Regions from separate parts of the Mus musculus genome. Here all the other regions are linked to region 1. Evidence: chromatin contacts called from public Hi-C data. All regions are on one chromosome and are shown on one strand. The core of a region is the stretch at or near the end of the contact, and the rest is flanking DNA. Distances in the headings are between cores, read along the strand shown.

What was found. A called contact is a pair of places that touch in the nucleus more often than the background predicts.
Region 2: a contact with region 1 is called in a Hi-C map of bone marrow-derived macrophages, with 30 read pairs. The contact joins two enhancer-like sites. A contact is called at or near these places in 4 of 484 Hi-C or Micro-C datasets (B cells, the CH12 cell line, bone marrow-derived macrophages and 1 more), 4 of 115 datasets of contacts at active chromatin or transcription factors (T-cell acute lymphoblastic leukemia, epiblast stem cells, large pre-B cells and 1 more) and 1 of 9 other capture datasets (embryonic stem cells).
Region 3: a contact with region 1 is called in a Hi-C map of bone marrow-derived macrophages, with 19 read pairs. The contact joins two enhancer-like sites. A contact is called at or near these places in 2 of 484 Hi-C or Micro-C datasets (bone marrow-derived macrophages and nephron progenitors), 1 of 115 datasets of contacts at active chromatin or transcription factors (T-cell acute lymphoblastic leukemia) and 1 of 9 other capture datasets (embryonic stem cells).

Annotation. Positions count from the first base shown.
Region 1 is chr2:128,150,823-128,155,514 of GRCm38.p6, forward strand. The region is part of intron 3 of Bcl2l11 (BCL2-like 11 (apoptosis facilitator)); the gene reads left to right. Among named protein-coding and RNA genes, the nearest start is that of Gm14009, 17 kb to the right of the region's middle. Within about 2 kb of position 2,844, at least 77 of the 459 cell types and tissues checked have an H3K27ac peak or open chromatin away from gene starts, as enhancers often do. A contact at or near this core is called in bone marrow-derived macrophages, where this site is marked.
Region 2 is chr2:128,571,329-128,576,020 of GRCm38.p6, forward strand. It overlaps Gm36203 (a long non-coding RNA gene), which reads right to left. Exons shown (of 9, transcript XR_866725.3): 5 at 4,555-4,692; 6 at 3,948-4,064; 7 at 3,153-3,298; 8 at 217-456. Among named protein-coding and RNA genes, the nearest start is that of Gm36203, 18 kb to the right of the region's middle. Within about 2 kb of position 2,108, at least 34 of the 459 cell types and tissues checked have an H3K27ac peak or open chromatin away from gene starts, as enhancers often do. A contact at or near this core is called in bone marrow-derived macrophages, where this site is marked.
Region 3 is chr2:128,550,528-128,555,219 of GRCm38.p6, forward strand. No RefSeq gene overlaps it. Among named protein-coding and RNA genes, the nearest start is that of Gm39928, 3.2 kb to the left of the region's middle. Within about 2 kb of position 2,759, at least 26 of the 459 cell types and tissues checked have an H3K27ac peak or open chromatin away from gene starts, as enhancers often do. A contact at or near this core is called in bone marrow-derived macrophages, where this site is marked.

The DNA.
Region 1 (4,692 bases), core at 1,594-4,093:
CTAGACATTGGAGGAGGGAAACCCGGCCTAAACTCATGCATTGCATTAAGGAACACTCTGGCCTGGTAACTCCTCTGTCTTTGGAGAGGCGACATTTGTGCAGGATTCAGGTAGTTTGAGTCTAAAGACTCCCTGTATTTCTTTTACCTGGTGCTTGCATGGGTCGAGGGTTAGGTTTTATGCTCCCGTAGGAACGGTGCAGAGGCAAGCTGTCTTTGGTTCCTTCCACCGAGAGGTGTGCGGTGGCTGCCGCTGACAGTGTAGAGCCAAGGTGGCGTCTTCAGTGTAGAAGTATTCGTTTTCTCCAGAATGGACTCCAGAGCTTAAGACAGAGGAGATGAAGCCGCACTAGGGAGAGGCTGTGCCTTCTGAAAGATTTTCCTGATTGTTATGCCCAGGCGCTGTACCAAGCCTTCTAAACCTTGGTGTCTACTCTGCAGTGTGGTACCCATCTGGAAGACTTAGGAGGATGGCAGGGGCTCTTCGGGGAGCTGTTCAGGGAGTCAGTGGGTCCAGAGAGAAGCTCAGAGGGACTGGTTGTTGGAAGGTCATGGAGAAAGCAGGCAGTTTGCGTTTAGCTGAGTGCTGAAGGGTCATTCATATCTTGCAGCCTATGTTTGAAGCCTCTTCGTCTTCGTGTCAGGGATGCGTCAATGTTCGACAACCCCATTTCACACTCATCTCCCATAGCTGTCATCAGGGCCGTCTCCATGGCTCAGCTGCCGCTCTTATACCCATACCTGGGCCAGGTGACATCAAGTGCATGTCACATAGTCCTCAGCACCTGTGGGCACTAATTATGAAAGATGTCCACTTGTGGGTATTTTGGCCATGGGCTAGGTTGCTGGGAAAGGCCTGTCAGCCCTTTAGGGTAGCTGTTGAGGGGATGTCCTCCAAGTGCCCAGCCTAAAGCTAAGACCCCTGCAGATGGGACAGTGAGTGAGTGGAAACCCTTTGTCTGATCACAAGAAACACCTTTTGGTTTACACTGCTTCCTTCCCCCTTGGTCTGGGACATGTGCAGGCATGAGTTGATTGGAGTGTACACAGACAACAGGAGAACCCAGCATCAGATAAAGTGGAGCTAAAACGGGGGTCCACACAGATCAGCTTTGATAAAACACAAGTTTCACTAAAGCAATATGCACAGGAGCATTTGTATACTTTAAACTTGAAGCCTGTCCGTCTCGCTTTCCTAAGAAAGGGAGCCCACTATGCTATCTGACTCCGTGCTTTTAGAAATGACGGTGGTTCCTATAAATCACCAACAAGGGAGAGGCCGAAATTATAGCTTGCTTGGATGAAACCAACCAGAGATGTGTGGCCTCGGGCCATGTTCTCCAGAGGCCCTCATTAATTGAAAGCTGGAGTTTAATAAGATAAGTTGCTTTCTTAAACTGTTGCCATTAAAGGCATGAATATCAATGTAAAATCACACTAGATCTGACTCACGGAAGGATGGGGTCTCTTCACATGGTAGTCGCAGGTCCCTCTTGTAGCAAACGCAGTCACTAGGAGGTAAGGTGAACTGTTATCTGCTCTTGTCTGTGACACAATTGTGTGTCGCAGTTGGAGGGAGCGGTTGGGCATTTTGGTTTTAGGCTTTGTTCATATCTGAACTGAACCACACATGCCACCTCTGTTTAGTGACTGGAGGTGGCGAGTGCTTCGGTTTCTCCCCTGAGGCAAGCGGAAAGAGCTGTGTTATTCACTCCATAGCATTGAGCTGCTTTTCTGAATGAGGGTTCCCTGTAGCTACTGAGGGAGGGCAGCTTGGCTCGTCAGCAAGTGCACCCCATCCAGAGCCACGGGGTCTACTCTAGTGTCGGATGCTGAACCCTGCGTGCTCGAGAATCTGGGTGCCATTATCACCCCGTTCTCTGTCACGTTGAGTGGTGCCAGGAACCCTGTCCACCTGGCTGCCTTTACATGCTTCGGACATGCTTTTGAAGCAAGTGCGTTGGACCCTACAGGCGCAGGCTGCATCTGTCTGGGTGTAGGCAAATATGAGAGGAGACTGAAGCACTGGGGTGTGTTCGAATGGCTGGCGGGGTGTTGGGCTAGACATCCTTGTGTTGATCTACACCACACACCACGTGTGAGGGTGCTGTGGGGCCTGGCAGGTGCTACACCTGCAGGGCTACCCGGCCGTTGTGGGATAGGGAGCCGTGAACGTGCAACCAAGAGGAGGTGCAGGTGCCCGGAGGGGAACTTCAGGCAGGTTCTCAGGGTAATTTTTTTTTTTTTTAAATCTCTGGAGGAGGAAATGAAGATGCAAAGAAAGGACGGTTTGGCCCTTCTGCAGACACATAAAAATAATAAGGTGATTGCATCATCCCTTGCCTAGACTTCACCTCGCTGAACCAAAGCAGGAGGTTTTAGTTGTGGTTAAAGTGTGTTACATCCCACTTAGCATTTCAGAACAGCATGTTCCTGCCCTGAGTTGAGTATTTTGTCCCTCGTAGCTCTCACAGGAGACATACTACCAATCTTGAACCCTGTTTGGCTGGCTGTAGAGCAGGACCCGCTTCTGGTTCTGAGGCCAGCCTGGCAGGATCCCCACCAAGCAGAACTGTGTGTCACACCTCCAGGGTGGGTGGAGAGATAGCCTCCCGCTGTGAGTGAGATTGTGAAGTGGTTTCTGTGTCCCTATAAAAGGCCTCCACTTTTAACAGTTACTGCTATACGACGCAGAGGAGATAGGATACACGTTTGGTCCTTGAGAATATTTGCAGTCTGTACATAACTGTCAAGCCAGCGTGGCCATGGTAGATCTGTGACGACCGCTCAGCTTGCTTGCTGTGCTGGGGGGTTGTGGGGGGAGCACATTTGTTCCTCTGATGTTCAGAGGCATTACGTCATACCGGTAGGGTGCCTCTTGTGCACTGTCTCCAGCCGTCTCGTGATCGCTAAGCTATGAGACCCAGGCTGTTTAGATGCACATGTTCTCTTTGTGGCAAATGGGAAGTGAATGCAGTCCCTGGGCAGCCGTTGCCTGGCCTCGAGGCAGCCGTGGGCATTGAACCAGCATGGAAATCTCAGTAAATTCTCTGTCTGAGGGTGGAGAGAGGGGAAAGGCCTCATGGCTGCTATACTCAACATTGTTTAGACGGCTGGGTTAGGATCCCATAGAGGCGTGGTATAGCTGTGTTGTGGGTACCCCTCAGCCTCCTGGATGGCTCACTCAGTGGTGAGGATGGAGGCCGGTGCACCATCCAGGAGGACGTTGGCATTGCCTTCTCAGGAGTCAGCACCTACAGCAGAGACTGCCAGAGTCCTTCCTGGTCTCACAGTCCAAAATTCAGTTTCCTATGATTACTTGCCTTACATGCAAACCTGTTAGAAGTTTAAGACTCTTCAGTGTGGGCATTGTATGTAAAACACCCATCCAACGGAGGGTGTGCCTATTCTCGGACGCTTTTGTCTCTAAGAACTTGGGATAGGATACTGTCAGTCTATAAAAAGGACTTATTTATTCATCTTTTATTTATGTGTATGTGCGCATCATGTGTGTGCAGGTTGTTCTCAGGACAGAGGGCAGTGGAGCCCCTAAAACTAGATGTACAGGCAGTTATGAGCCATCTGAGGGTGCAAAGAACCCAGGTACACAAGAAGAGCAGTATATGCTCACAGCCGTTGAGCTGTCTTTCCAGCCCAACACCACCATTTTTGCCCCACTACCTTGACTGCCAGGAAACAGGACTTGAGGTTATGTTGCCACAGGTCTCACCTCTGGGTCTTCTTGATGTGATTTGAAATCTCTCTCAACCTTTACCTTTAGTTGTGATGTGGTTGTTACTCCAAGCCCCCCTCGCTGGGGTCAGCTCTCTGCATAGTGCTGTGTCGCGTGCGAGCTCTACACAGGAGGTTGGCATTTGCGCTCTACTGTAGCAGAATCTGAGCTGCATTGCTGAGCTTACTCGCAGGGTCTGGTCTCGCATCCCACTCCACAGATCCAGTCTGGAATTCCCAGCCTCAATCGTTGAGAGGCAGCGCTGTGTGGACTCCAGAGTCGCCTCTGTCCACAATCATTGCTCTCCATTCTGGGAATTTGAGTGTGAGGTCCTAGGTGTCACATGCCTTCTAGGTGTGAGTTGGATCCAGCTTACCTGTCCTGGCCCTGCCACCTCTTGTCCTGACACCTCCAGCCATTTGTAGTCTGGGGCAACCACACGGGCCCTGTGGGGTTGCTTTAAAGGCTTAAAAGCCTGAAATTTATTTTTCAGCTGGCAGTGGCAGTGGGTGACTCTTAGACACACAGTCCTAAGGGCACTAGAACATCTTTTCAGGGGGCTGCTTGTCTCTGATGCCTTAAAAAAAAAAAAAAACCCTTCCCACAACTGCATCAGGATAATAGATCGCCCAAGTATCTTTATGACTTAGTAGTTAATGTCTCCGCAGCTCTACGGACCTCAAGTCGAACATCAGTCTCGGCAGCAATGGTGTCTTCACATTCCCCCTCTTTGACTTATTTATGCTGTGCCTCTCAGTGTTTATAGTCACACCTTAACCCCGCCCCAGCCAGTGAGTTCATCTTAGCCACCTTGGTGGAGGTCCTGCCCCGTAGACAGCCATACCTGAGAATTTGGAGGACTCTGTGGCCCATGTAGAGGGGTTGCCAGGAGGGAGACCTTATTGTACTTTCTTTTCTGCTTCAAGAGGTTTTAATCAGGAGGAGCGGTCTGTCTTGTAC
Region 2 (4,692 bases), core at 858-3,357, 420 kb after region 1:
GGGCAGCTGAAGGTCAGGCGGTGAAGTATATGCAGTCTTTGAGTTCCCCAGGGATCCTTGTCCAGGGCCTGGCCTCAACTCCCTTCTTACTTCCTACACCCCTAGCCATGTTGCCGTGATTGCTTAACTCACCAGGGAAAGAGCTGTGATGAGGAGAAACTTAAACTAGATAATAAAGCATGCAGGGATGGAGCCCAGTCTCCATTTAGCTCTTACACTCTCAACATTGTAGCTTTGAGGGGAGACTTTCATTTCTCAGACTGCCTTGCATTCTACAGCTGCAGATGCTATTGGGCCATGCACTCCTTTGTTGTTGATACTGTTGGCGTCTTGCTATGTAGCCCAGATTGGCCCAAAGACTCTTATGACTCCGTTCCTCAGAGCTGGGATTACGGCAAGGTACCACCATCCTGACCCACGAAGCTCTGATGAGTGGTGGCTCGTTGAAGCCCAGGCCTGCGGATGCAGGGGTGAAGAGCCCTCAGGTCTGAAGGTCTGAGAATAAGTAGCCTCGAAGTGCAGACTCAGGAGAAGATACATCTCAGTTCAGGAAGAGATTGTGCACCATTCTTCCATCTGGTTTATTTGGGCCCTGGGCAGACAGGGTGATTCCTATCCCTGTTGTTGAAGGTGAATCCTCTTTGCTCAGTTACAGACTCAAATGCTAATCTCATCCAGAAACTAACTACATCCAGATACAATGTCTGCCAACTATTTGGTCCCGCCTTAGCCCAGTCAAGGTGGTATATAACATTAATCGTCTCAGGGGCTGGAGAGGCCCAGAGATGAGAGAACTTGCTCTTCTTGCAGAGGAGTTCAATTCCACAGACCCACAGCCACCTGTAGCTCCAGCTCCAGGGATCCAACAACCTTTTGTGACCTCCATGGGAATATACATATATACATACACACATATACACAAACACACACACATTCGCATGCATATATGTACACATAGACACATAAATAAAACAATAAAAAATTATTTTTAAAAATAAACATATAGAGAAAACAAGAATGTATAATACATCATATGTAATACATAATACATAAAAAGTCCCATCATAAAATGACCAGTACTCTATGATTCCATTTATATGGGGCACTTGGAATAGTCATGTTCCTAGAGATAGAGATCTGGATGGTAGTTGTTGGTGGCTGTTGAAGGCACCTCTGGTGTTTACCAAATAGTGTAATGGATGTAAGCTACAGTTCTGTATTATGTGAGAGTACTTAGCACTACTCAACTAAATACCTTTGAGTGGTGAAGGTATCTGGGATTGGTGGAATGCTTGCAATCCCAGGGCTTTAGAGATTACAAACTGGAGTTCAGCCTGGGCTACACTGCAGGGCCCTGTATACAGATAAATAACCCTGAGATGATGAGTGTCATACTCTTGTGTATTTTCCCACCGTTAACAATTGTTGTGCAAAGTTTCTGCACGCACTGAATCCTTTGTTGCCCAGTGTTCGGCAGATTCCACTTTTTGTTTGGCTGAGATGTGTCTTCAGCTACAGATCTATTTGGTGCCAATTTTAGTAATGGTAGAATGAAGTTCAAATAAACTTTCCTCTCGAGAAAGGCCTAACTCCGGCAAGTTGCCAGGACAAGAGAAGAAGCAAGCACATGCAACAGTGCGGAAGGCACCGAATCCTGCAGGCACACTCTGTAGGTGATCTTGACACCAGGATTGGAGCCGTGAGGGGAGTGGAGGAGACAGGCAGCCGTCAACCACACTATAATCCACAACATGTATTATCACTGTCTTCTGGATTATAGATGTTTCTTTCAATGAGTCAGGAAGGTTGACTGGCTGATGGATTTAAAAAAACAAACAAAAACAAAACCCTCATAGGGCTTTCCTTATATAGATTGTCCTCAGGAGACCTCTGACTGAATGTTCCCTCCTCCCTAGCTAGCAGCTGCTTCTTAGCATGTGTGTTTACAGAAATACCAGTAGTTATTGCATGTTCCTTGCCATGTGATTAAGCATTGCCATAAAGCCCTGGCTAGATTAGGGAAAGATCTTCCCTTTCTGAGACTGGAACCAAACTAGTGTCCATGACGGACAGCTTCTGCCACCTACTGGCCAATGGTAGTATCACTTGCCAAATGCCTCTACTTGCCAAGGAGAGAGAGCTAGAAAATTCAATATAGGAGGACACACTATATGGGCTTGCTCACACACGCACGCGCGCACACACACGCACACACACACTGAATCATATATTTTAGCGTTATATCACAGAGTATATACTCAGATGTTGGGTTAAGTGGAGTCTACCCCACTATTGCTGACAACTTTCATTTAGCATCTCCCTCAACTCTTAGAAACAGTGCATGAGGTAAGCTCCATTGTTCTCATTTTAGAGGTTGGAAAACTGGAGAACGGAAGTGTCCTTCTGATATGACAAGGGATCAGAAGCACCATGAATAATATATTGGAAAGAAGGCCTACAGTGAAATTACTATCTTCTCTCTCCATTTTAAATTTAATTTTGTTACTTTATGAGTTCTGCTTGATTTTCATATGTTTATCACATGCATACAGTGTCCAAGGAGTCCAAAAGGCAGTGTCAGATCCCCTGGAACTGGAGTACAGGCTGTTGTGAGCTGCCATACAGGTGCTGGGAACTTAGGAAGAGCAACCAGTGCTCTTAATGCTGAGCCATCTCTCCTGTCCCTGCTTCTCCATTTTTTTTTCAAATCAAACACACCATTGTAAAGATGTCTAGTGTGCTCTAAAGAATCCAGAAGAGCCAGCTTAAGAGTCAGAGAGATGACTCAGCAGTTAAGACCACCAGTCGCTCTTCCAGAGGATCTGGGTTCAGTTTCCGACACCCACATACAACCAATCTTCCAACCACGGTCTGGAGTTCCAGATAGTCTGATACCCTCACATAGACATGCATGCAGGCAAAATACCAAGGCAAAATACCAATGCACGCAAAATAAAATAAATAATTTTCTTTTTAAAAAAAAAAGTCCTACAGAAAATAGCAGCTAATGCTTCTGTCCAGGTTCACTCTGGCAAGGTCACCGCTTTCCAGACCTCCCACAGTGAGTGTAGCAGGTGGCTGTGTCCTCATTACTTACCTTCAGTTCATATCAACAAACACATGGCTATTTCTCCAAACAAAACAAAACAAACCTTACATCCTGAAAATTTGCCACCACTGAAGATCTTTATGCTCTGGAGTCCCTCATAGTCATTCAAGCAACAGTGCAAATATGCAAATGTGTAAAATTTCCAAGCGTGACCAGGTGAGACAGGAGTACATCCGTGGACATATATGGCTTGATTAAAAAAAAAATCAGTTTTAGACCCACAGTTGAAATTTAGAGGAAAGGGCTGGGGAGATGGCTCAGCAGGTAAGAGCACTGACTGCTCTTCTGAAGGTTCTGAGTTCTATAAATAAATCTTTGGGCCGGAGCAAGCAGGGACTGAGTGAGTGGGGTTGACTAGAGCAAGCAGAGGTCCTATACTCAATTCCCAGCAACCACATGATGGCTTACAACCATCTGTTCAGCTACAGAGTACTCACATACATAAAATACATAAATAAATCTTTTTTAAAAAGAGAAATTTAGGGAAAGAATCAGTTGTACTGGCAACCTCCCCAAAGACAGGCCCATCCCTTCAGGAAGAACATTCTAGACACTGTATCTTCTCACTTTCCTGCCTCTTTCTAGTGGGCCGTGGACAGTGATCAACAGTCGCCTGTCTTTACTGAAGGGAAAGGAATGAGACCTGCAGTTTGAGCCCACTGTTTCCCGTTGGCATAATCAACAGCACACCTCCATCTAAAAACAAGACAGCCTCCTGCTGGTGTGAGGTACAGGCTCCTCTCCTCCCATCCCCCCCCCCCCCAATCCCCTCTCCTCCCCTCCTCTACCCTTCTCACAGCATCAACTTGACTGGAACCAGAACCAGGGGTGCAGTCACCTTGCTAGCACACAGAGTGGGACGCAGGTCTTCACAAGGGGTGGCACTGTTGATTTATGAACTTCTAGTACTCAGAGTCCATGGTTGGGGATGGGGGTTGGGGGAGGAACAGATTTCCTATAGTAAAGGTTTCAAAATAATGTCTATGTCAATATATTTAGCAATGTATATCCATTAGCTTTTACTAATGACCATTTCCTTATAAGATGTCTATAGCTGAATCCTGAAGACTGCTGTTGTTCTTGAGAGAACAGGGAAGGTTTCTGGCCAAGGTTCAAGGCAGAAATGGGCTGGAGATTTCATTTCCAGACACCATTCTTGTATTCACTGTGATGCATTAAAGGAATGAGTACCAGTCCATGAACACAGGAAATTGAAAGGCAGGACTAATAAAAGTTCTTAGACAATCTCTACCCCTGCTTTGTCTCTCTCTCCTTCCTCCCGCCTCACCTCTCTCTCTCCTTCTTCACCTTCCTCCCTCTTTCTCTCTCTCCCTTCCTTTCCCTCTCTCCCTTCCCCTCCTTCCCCTCCCCCTCCTTCTCCTCCCCATCTCCCGTTACCTCCCCCTCTGTCCCAGGACCAACAGGAAACCGTGAAGGTGATTCACCGGGAGGATCAGACAGGATGCTGTCTCCTTGGCCCTACTGCTCCAACACGTCTGCCAACATTGACCTGTGGCTTCTTCCTGAAACCCAGTCAGCCATCCCAGTTTGCTTTCTGTTGCTGTGATAAAGACCCTCAGTGA
Region 3 (4,692 bases), core at 1,509-4,008, 400 kb after region 1:
TTTCCTAGAGTCCTAGCCTGTCAGGTTCGTGGTCAGGACAACTGTCATCTGGTGCTTGCCACAGGCAAACTACTGCTTAAAACACAATCGATATTATAGGATGCAGTAAGACAGTTCAATGCAATGCTATTATTTTGAAAACTGCTAAGAAAGCACAGTTTCAGTGTGCTCACCACCAAAGGTGATTACTATGTGAGGTCATACATATGTTAATTAGCTTTATTAAGCCATTCCACAGTGTGTACATACTATAAATCGTGTTATGCATGATAAAAATTTACAATCTTGTCAATTTAAAAAAATAAAATCACATTTAAAAACAAAGTATAATTGTGCCTTGCTTAAACATGAGACATGTTGTGAGTCGACTTTGTCATTGTTCAAAAGTATTTTTAGGTGGTATCTCCAATACACATCTATGCAGTGTGGCACAACCCATCGAGAGTCTAACCTTGTACAAATGTAAGGGATAGATCTTGTTATAATGGAGATGAAGAAACTGAAGCACTGGGAGTTTATGGTACTTTCTCAGAACAGTCGGGAAAGTCAGGCTTCAAATCCAGTTTGGCTCTTGAACATTTGTTGCTAAAGATATATGGTTCTGTTTCCCTAGAAATGCATGCTGAATAATTAATCAAGGCCATCAATCAAAGATCCTTAGGGAACTGTATTTCATAGAAATAGTCTAGTAAAAATGTGTCCTCAGGGGTTGTGGGTATAGCTAGCGATAGAAATACTTGCCTGGCTTCCTTGATGCCCTGGGTTTAGTACCAGTGCCAAAAAAACAAAATAGAAAACCGTGAAAGAAGTTGGCCCAGGGCTAGGAAGATAAGAAGTGGGAAAAGAGCCTGTGTGGTGTGATGCTGTCGGTTCCCATGGTGGAGATGGCTGGTTTATCATCCATCCCAGACAGGCAGACACCACCAGGTGTCGGTTCCTATGATGAAGACAGCTAGTTCACCATCCCAGACAGGCAGACAACACCAGGTGTCGGTTTCTATGATGAAGACGGTTAGTTCACCATCCCAGACAGGCAAGAGTCACCAGGTGTCAGTTCCCTTGATGGAGATAGCTGGTCACCATCACAGACAGGCAGAAGTTACCGGATATGTAATGACTCTGTCAATGGAGCTGAATTTCAGCTCACACTTTCTTCCTTGTATTTTCTGTGTTGGATGCATTTTTTTTTGTTTACTTTTGCCCTTATGAAAACCTTTTTTTAAAAAGTCCAAGTGTAAAACCTCTCCTCAAGGGTTCCCCATCCAGCTACAATGTGTCCAGAGCTAAAGCAAAGGAAAAGGGAGAAGGCCTCCTCTGCCCTGGGAGACCAGCGCTGTGGTTGGGAGAGATGGACAGCCTGTGTCAGGGGCCTGGCTTGCAGGGCAGAGGCTAGAGATGGATGCTACCAGTGGATCTCAAGGTTTCTGAACGTTTCTAGAAGGTAAGCTAAGCAAGAAGTTGGTTTGGGTATGTCATTTTTGTTGAACTAAAAATGGACGGCATGGCACGTCACTCTCTACTTCTTTTCTCACGAGTTAGAAAATTGCATGGTGTATGCTTGCAATGTTTTCTGGGAAGGTCTGGATGTGGTAACAGGAGTAAGGCCAGGCTCGGGCTCAGCCTCAGCCGTGGGAAGAGGCAAGGTGCACACATGACTCCCGCAACCAAAACACAGCACAAGAGGTTCTGGGAACTGAAACCACAGGTGAGTCAGCACATGGGAGAGGGAACAGGACAGGGCACGTGAGTAAATCCTCACCCCAGCCCAGCACTTAAGGAGAATGTTCAAAGCAGGAGGCGGGGGAGGGTCCCATCCCAGGTAGGAGGTGCTGGGCCAGGTCACAAGAACCCTTAGGCGAGTCCTAACCACCACTCATCCACTGGCAGGGCTGCATTGCCCAGCTCAGGCAAGCTTTAACTCAGAAGGAGCCCATTACGGCTTGAACTCAAAATGTCCCACACAGGTTCAAGTGTTTGAACACTTGATCCCCAGCTGGTAGCATTGTTCCGGAGGAAGGTTGTAGAGCCTAGGAGGTAGAGCCTTCCTGGAGGAAGTGATTCACTGGTGGGGGGACCCACTCACTTCCTGACTACTCTCTGCTACAGGGCTGCCAAGACAGTGTGGTGTGTCTCCTCAGATTCCTGTTGATGGACTGTGTCCCTTATTAAACCATGAACCACAATAAATGCTTCACTCCCAAAACTGCCTTGTCAGGTATTTTGCCAGAGCAGTAAGAAAGGTAACTACACTGGGCACAAGCTGGCTTCATTTAGGACTCTGAAATATCTGACCCCCATATAGAACCAGCCAGTGGAGGCCCCACCCCAGAAGTTCTTGCTCAACAGACAGACACATCTATCATCGATGTGTTTGTGAAGTCCAGCAACTGATCCAAATCAGTTCCCTCATAGTAAACACTGCACTTAAAGGATTTAAAGGAAATCTCTGTGTAACCAACAAGGAGAAGGGGCCCACTAAGCCTGCTTCCCTCTGAGAAGGAGAAGTAGGTCAAGGCTACGCCCTATCCAGGGATGTGAATGACTCCTGAGCCCGTCTGGTGCTGAGCTAATTCTGTAAGAATGAATTCATCTCATACCCAGCAACCTGGTAACTTGCTTCCTATTGTTATCCCTCCTGAGGAACCCTAGCTTCAGAGAGCTTTAGAACTTCAATCATGGTCAGAGCTAGAATCTGAGTGTTGGCAGCTTTTTCGGAACTTTTCACAACCCCATTGTCCTGAAATGTCTCAGGAGACTGCCACACCCTAACATCCGGGGAATTCCACAAGGGTCAGATCCCTGGGCTTAGCACAGAGTGATCCAAGCTAGGGTGGCATCTCAACAAGAGGTTTATTCATTCTAAAATGCGGGAGATGTGGCTGGGCCATGCATACTAGGAGCATTTGTAGGCTCTCTCTGCCAACATGCCAACCAAGCCTCATGCAGGTTTGGTGAAAGGCAAGAATCAACAATTTTCCAGCCATGCGACAGCTGCTTGGGGGAAGGTAGGCCATGGGATGGCAAGGGTAGGACACACTATTTCCCACTGTCTGGCCTCAACTTGCCCATAGTACAGAAGGCTAGATGCTACTTAGGTTTGGAAGATGGGGCCAAAGCAACAAGTATATGTTAAAAACCAGGGTGTCCTGGCCCCCCATCTCTGTTTTTAACCTGTATAGCCCGTGACTAGGCAGTCTCACGAAGACCTGCTAGCAGCTGTCTCCTGTGGCCCCAGCCATCTTTCTTTTTCTTTTTTCTTTTTTTTTTTTTTATTACGTATTTTCTTCAATTACATTTCCAATGCTATCCCAAAAGTCCCCCCCCCCCACTCCCCTACCCACCCATTCCCATTTTTTGGCCCTGGCATTCCCCTGTACTGGGGTATATAACGATTGCCTGACCAATGGGCCTCTCTTTCCAGTGATGGCCGACTAGGTCATCTTTTGATACATATGCAGCTAGAGTCAAGAGCTCTGGGGTACTGGTTAGTTCATAATGTTGTTCCACCTATAGGGTTGCAGTTCCCTTTAGCTCCTTGGGTACTTTCTCTAACTCCTCCATTGGGGGCCCTGTGATCCATCCAATAGTTGACTGTGAGCATCCACTTCTGTGTTTGCTAGGCCCCGGCCTAGTCTCACAAGGGACAGCTATATCACCGTCCTTGCAACAAAGGCTTGCTAGTGTATGCAATGGTGTCATCGCTTGGAGGCTAATTATGGGATGGATCCCTGGATATGGCAGTCTCTAGATGGACCATCCTTTTGTCTCAGCTCCAAACTTTGTCTCTGTAACTCCTTCCATGGGTGACCCAGCCATCTTTCAAGGCTGGCGTTGTTCCCACTTACACCCTGAGAGTTGGCAACCCTGGTGACTCCTGCTAAAGAGTCATAGCTGCAAGTCTCTAAGGAAGAAGTGTAGATGGCAGGAGACAGGCCCTTCTCCAAGATACAGGCTCTTCTTGGCCCAGGTTCACAGGCCCTTTTCAGGTTCTGTAGCCCATGCATTTTCATTGGTGGGTGTGACACTCTTGCTGGGTTCTCAGAGCAGCCATCTCTGGTTTGGTACATGAGTGTTAGGGGAAAGAGAAAGGCCATTAAGTTATGGCTCCCTTCTGGCTCTCCAGGAGAGGGAAATGAGACGCTGCAGTCACAGTGCACAGAGAGCATGAACCTGTTGCCAGCTGTGAGCTTGCTCTCAGCAGTTTTTGGTACAAGGGCCATCTTGGATGTCAGAGTCAGGCTCTCAATGGCACCCTCCTCCATAGAGCATACACTAGCCTGCTGCTAACTATATTTTATATTCATACTTCTGATTTCTTTTCTAAATTCTTTAAGTATTCAAGCGAAAGTAAGTCTTTCCAGGGGCCACATGAAAGTCTGCATAGATGTGCAAAGGCATGTGTACGCCGCAGGTGTGTTTTCCCACTACCCAGCTGTTCTAAGAGAATCCCAGCTGACTCTAACCCCCGCTGTCCAGAGGAAGGGGTGTCAAGCAGGTAGAAGAGAAGCCAAGGGAGGCTGAACCCAGGATGACAGGACCAGGGCGGGGGGGGGGGGCCAATGACAAGGCTACCCCATTGTTGTCAGAGCAGTGAAGAAGAGGGTGCTGACTGTACCCCCAGATCTGTGTTCCGGAACTGCTCAGATCTTGTTGCCTTCGCCTCCATTATCCCCTTGCTATCGTCTTAGGAAT